2 separate regions of the Mus musculus genome follow, and region 1 is linked to region 2. Evidence: chromatin contacts called from public promoter capture Hi-C data. All regions are on one chromosome and are shown on one strand. The core of a region is the stretch at or near the end of the contact, and the rest is flanking DNA. Distances in the headings are between cores, read along the strand shown.

What was found. Capture Hi-C pulls out chosen DNA fragments and counts their contacts.
Region 1: a contact with region 2 is called in a promoter capture Hi-C map of pancreatic islet. The contact joins the promoter of Arhgef17 here to the promoter of P2ry2 in region 2. A contact is called at or near these places in 4 of 39 promoter capture datasets (the HPC-7 cell line, embryonic stem cells, liver and 1 more), 1 of 484 Hi-C or Micro-C datasets (cerebral cortex), 11 of 115 datasets of contacts at active chromatin or transcription factors (the HPC-7 cell line, bone marrow-derived macrophages, embryonic forebrain and 6 more) and 4 of 9 other capture datasets (adipose tissue, liver, macrophages and 1 more).

The regions. Positions count from the first base shown.
Region 1 is chr7:100,930,731-100,933,430 of GRCm38.p6, forward strand. It overlaps Arhgef17 (Rho guanine nucleotide exchange factor (GEF) 17), which reads right to left and starts at 1,431. Exons shown (of 21, transcript NM_001081116.1): 1 at 1-1,431. The coding sequence starts at 1,009.
Region 2 is chr7:101,010,677-101,013,376 of GRCm38.p6, forward strand. It overlaps P2ry2 (purinergic receptor P2Y, G-protein coupled 2), which reads right to left and starts at 1,322. Exons shown (of 3, transcript NM_008773.4): 1 at 1,036-1,322.

The DNA.
Region 1 (2,700 bases), core at 181-2,680, 80 kb before region 2:
CATCCATTGAGGTTCTTGGAGACGTCGGAGGTTCGGGGCTCCCGACACCCCCCGCTGATCCCAAGCCTCCCGGATTTAGCTCGTCACTGTCCTGGCTGCAGCCGTGAACCAACTGAGAGCGTCCAGGCCGGAGACCTCTCCCTCTCCAGCGACGGCCATCCTCACCATTTGGGTCCTCGTCACTGCCCGAAGAGTGGCCGCCGAGGTAGGCCGGACTCTGAGGCCCAAGCTGCGACTGCGGTCCCTCCTCTTCCTCCTCGCTGGAACTAGCAGCCCGGCTGCGGCTGACAGGATAGGAGGAGGCAATGGAGGAGGAGGAGGAGGCCCGGGCCCCGGCCTGCGGTTGGGAGAAGCTATGCCAAGAATGTAAACCATCCGCCGGACGCTGCGCCCGCTCCTGTTGCTGGTGCTGCCGACGTCGCCTCCCCTCGATCCCGGGCCCGGACAGCGGCCGCGCAGAACGCAGGCCAGCCAGAGGAAAGCACGTTCGAGGAGGTGGCGTCGGAGGTTGCCGGGGATCGCGAGTTGGGGGCTCCCACGAAACTCTGTCGGGGCTGGTCGACCCCAGGGCCTCAGAGTCCATACTGGGTCGTCTGGAGCTCGGACCGCCGAAGAGTTTGCGCATCTCTGTGACGCTGGGCCAGGCCCCACGTTCAGAGCCTTCCGCAGCTTCTTCTGTGGTGCCGGAGGAGCAGCCCCCGTCCCGGGTACCAGTGGAGTCGTCGTCCAGACCCGCCGCGTCGAAGCGCCGGGAGAGCTGGCGCACCGATGGCGAGAGGCTGCGGAGCGGGCGCGGCTGCGCGGGGGCGGCCGGGGGCCCCGACGCCAGCTTGGACACGCGCCGGGAGGGCTGGCCCGGGACTGCCGCGGCTGGCCGGCACGAAGCTCGGCGCCGCAACCCAGGGGTGTCCGCGTCCTCCTCCCTCGGCCCCGGTCCGCCGCTCCAGCGCTCCAGCAGTTTAAACGAGACGCTGCGATAAAGTGGGGGTCGAGGTGACCCGTCCGCCATGGTTGGTGCTAGTCACTCCGGGGGGGCTGGCCTCGGGACGCCGCGGCCAACCCCCCCTGCACTCCCACTCCGAGGGCGCGCAGTGGCCACGGTCCGAGAGCCTGGGTCCTGCACCCGCAGCGTGCGGCGGCTGTGGAGGAGGGTGCGGAGACGTGAGCAGAGGTTTATCAGTCGAAGATCAAGTTTCCGCGGCTACAAAAGGCAGGAGTTCCATCCTGGGCGGCCCCTCTCGCCCCTGCGGCGACCCCAGGCCCAGCCTTAGCCTCTGCGGGAGAGGCCAGGGACATCGCGGTCCTGCCGGTGAGGGGCCTAAGGCTCGGTTCCTGCACTCAAAGTCCGCCTGCCAAGCCCGGCGGCCCGCCTGCCTCCCCTCGAGCTCCCGCTCCAGCTCCCTTTCCCTCCCTCTAAGCAGCTAGCTCTCTGCTCCCTTTTGTTGCAAATAAACTTTGAGGCAGAGGAAAGGGGGCGGGGGGCGGGGCCTGGCGCCCAAAAGAGGGGGTGGGCTCCGGGAGCGCGCGAGGCTGGGAACACTGTGGGGGGAGGGAATCGGGGAGGAGCCGAAGGAGAAACAGGATGCTAGGACTTTTGTAGACCAAAACGACCCTCTAGGGGAGTCGGCTGCGAAAGCCGCGGGCTGATCCTCCCTGGGGACTCCTTCAGATACCCACAGGAGCTGAGAGTGGACAGCTCTGCATAAAGTAGTCCCCGCTTTCACGCGGGAACCTCTGCCGCAGGGGCTCCAACATGGCAACCCAAGACCCAAAAACTCAGGTACACACCGAAACTCAGGTACACGCAGAAACTCTCCTGGCCGGAAAAGAGGTGGGGCCCAGGGAGACGTAGGTGGGGCAGGCCCACCGGAGCGCTTGTGGTTCCCCACCTTGCTCAGACCACGCCCCGTACTCATCCTTCAGTGGCGAATCCCGCCGCACCACGCCCATGTCCCGCCCCTCACTCTCCCAAACGCTCCACCTATCTCCCACCTCCCTCTGGTTTGTCCCTCGCTGACTGTCCCTTAACCCACCCAATGCTGCTTTAGCAGTCCCACCACTCAGGACTATTACACACAACTTCCCCCGCCATTTTTCCAGTTGCCACGCCCCCTGCCCTCTAAGGCCTGGCGTCCTCTAATCTCTAAGACTCCGCTCCCCACGTCTTTCTGCGGTCGGGGTACGTTGCTCTTGCGCCCTCTGCGGGCAAGATTCTCCGCTTTCTCCAAACTCCGTAGAGATAAAACTTCATCTTCCCACAACCAACCATAGAAGGGTTAGGAAGGTTTCACTTGCTTACAGGCGTTTCCTGCCCCCTTTGGCAAGCACTCTGCCCTTTCTTTGGCCTCCTGCACAAAAGGTGTTTGCACGGGAACGCCCTCAACTTCCCTCCGCCAAACCTATACTCCTACCTGTGGGTGCTCCACCCTCCAGACCAGGAAGGTGTCTCTCCCGCTGCAACAATGATCTACCCTAGACCTCCCCTCCCGCTCCTGCTGCAGTCTAGCAAGTCTAAAATTGTTCTGGTTACTGGGATGTCAACTTCGCACCTCTGTTAGGTCCCTTTTTGCCCAGAGGCTTTAAATGTAGGACTCCACACCTAAATGAATGAAAATATATGGACTGCCTAGGACGTACGGGTAACATTTTAAGTATTTTATTTAATCCTTAGGCCACCCTTGGGGATAGATGTTATTAGAG
Region 2 (2,700 bases), core at 72-2,571:
AGTAGCATAAGCACTTCTCATTAAGAAGAAAGACTACAGCCAGGAAATTAAAGAACTCCTGGTGTCACCCATGAGGCCTTGGTGACATCCTCACATGCTCATCTGGTGCCTGGGGTAGGTGGGCAAAAGGGATCCCGGAAAGGCCACAACCTCACTCTGCATCTGGGCAGCCATTTCTGAGGATTACCCAGTATGCCAACCTGCCCATGTCCTCAAAACTCTGGAGTATCCAAAGCATGGAAAAGGAGAGGGGCAGACCTCCGCAGCAGGGCTTGTCCCCAGCCCTCATGCAGGACCCACACTGGCAGCAGTGTAGAGTCTGTTCAGAGACTCTCCTTCCTCCCACTCCCACCCACAGATAATTGCCACTTCCCTGCCGCCCCAGCCTGATCTTCAAAAGCCACTATTCCAAACTTGATCCAAAACAAGGCTGCTGACCCAGGGACTCTAGGGATGCCATTCTGAGCACAGCAGTCACCTAGCCCTATAAATCTCCAAACTGGAAAGGCTAGTTCCCAGAAGGATCTACACTTGGGTCTAGCTCCTGGAGATCAGTAACACACACACACACACACACACACACACACACACACACACACACACTGTAGCCCTAGTGAGGTGAACACTGTCTTTCTTCTGCCTGACCCTTCATACAGCACCACCTGCCCGATTAAAAGTTTCCAGACAGATCAAAGTCTTAACTGTCCTTATATGAAATTGCACTAGCAACCCACATTCCCACCCCACCGCACCCCCCACTCCCAACCCCACAACCCCGCCGCTGCTGCCACTGCCTCCGGTTCCTCACTGACACCTCACTGACACCGAGTGAGCTACCCAGACTGACTCTGGGGAGAGTTAAGAGTCCAAGCGCAAGAAGTCTCCAGGATTCCCAGGTCTCTTAGCCCACAGACTTACGCCCCAGGGGTACACACAGACTAAGTTCAGTCACTCACACCCTAAGGGTGTGCGCATTTGCCCACTAACACACAGATTCCCCCAGTATGCTGGTAAACACACCAAGATGACACTCACCGAGATCACGCTCTAGAGGAAACAAAGTTCATCAGCGCACCGGCAGCCGGCTCTCACCGCCCAGTTTTGCGCAGTACAAGGGCTGGGAGCCCGAGCCCTCGGGACAGTCACGTAATGGGCTCTCCCTGTTTGGCGCTGACTCGACCGGCGCTCCCGTCCCCAGGCCTCACTTGGCGACCTCTCTTGGTGTCCGCTCCCCTCTAGGAAGCACCTCTCACCTCCCCGCTGCGCTGGTCCCCTCCAAGGGCTGCCGCCGCTGTTCCTGGTGCCCGAGTCCCATGCCGAGTGGCGCAGGGTCCCACGTGCCTGGAAGCGCCGCGGTCCCCGCCCTACTCCGCCCCGCTCCGCACCCCATAGCCTGGCTGTGAGCAGGAGGGCGGGGCAGACTCTGGGCAGACGCCGGAGCCGCCCCCAACCCTTCTAAACAGATGCTTCCAGTCTGCCACCCGCTTGGGGACGCGGTCGGTCAGTGTCGCCGCCGGTCAGCGTGTCCGCCACGGCTGTTGAGCAAGGAGAGGCGGAAGGCGACCGTCCTGGCTGAGCAGAGGTCACCTGCTTAGCTCACCGATTTTCAGCGACGCCCAAGTTTTACAAGGTTTGCTTTGTGCTGGCCTGGCTCCTGTCACTGCCCACCGATGGACCTTTATACTGACCCTCAGCCTTCCCTCCGCTGCTGCCCCATCCCGCGTCACTTACGGATGGACAGATGGATGTGCTTTCAGACTGCTGGTACCAGCAGAAATCTTTGCCGGCTTCACCACCTCCGTCTGCTTTTGCTCTTCGTTCAGGTCACTAACGGGTCCATGAAGTCCTGGTTTAGTTTGATCTCTCATCTTGAACTGCCTCAATTCTTCTCTCTGGCCTGCTCTGAAGACTTTCTGTAGTCACAAACCCCATTCCTGTCCTAGTTTGAGCTCAAAAAGGCAAGGACCACACCAGCCACCTCACTGCTGTCCTGTGAAGGGGTGGATGAATGAGAGGGTGTCTGCCCCCTCCCATTTCTGACTCAGGCATCTGTTAGTATAAGTTCTAGGCCACCTTTAGCACTGTAAGACACATTTTCTGCGAAATGAAGCCAGTCCTTCCATGATCCTACTTTTCGTGTCCATCCAGGGAGTCTTGGGGTGGCCAAATAAACGGACAAGTTCAGAACAAGCCTTTTCCTATGGTGAGGAGTTTGCTCTCTGCCCAAGGGCTGTAGACTTTGTTAGTTGTGTATCCGCTGACTAAAGTCCCATTCGCAGCCCCTGGAGGGGTCCAGAAAGGGTCCGATCTGCAGCCCTGTCCAGAGTGAGAAGGGTGAATACACAGAGCTGGGTGGCTGAGCCTCTCTGCAGCCTCCTGGGGCCTTTGAGCAGACACAAAGGCTCCTTGTCTAACCTCTGCTGGCTATGGGAGCTGGTGCAGGCAGCTTCCAGAAATCTAGATCTCTCCACAGCCACCCTTGTGGCTTTAGGGTCCTCGTGTGAGGGAAGTCTTTCTGGTTATTGAAATCCCAGCGGATTTCCTTTTCCTGATCTCCCTTCTGAGCCGTCAGGTCTTTTTCTGCTGCTTCCCCTAGGACCCAGGATGGATCCTAGCCTCTAGAAGACCCACAGGCTGGACAGTGGGCAGTCTTGGACTTTACCCTTGCTGTGGTCCAATTCCTTTACTTTATAGCCAAAG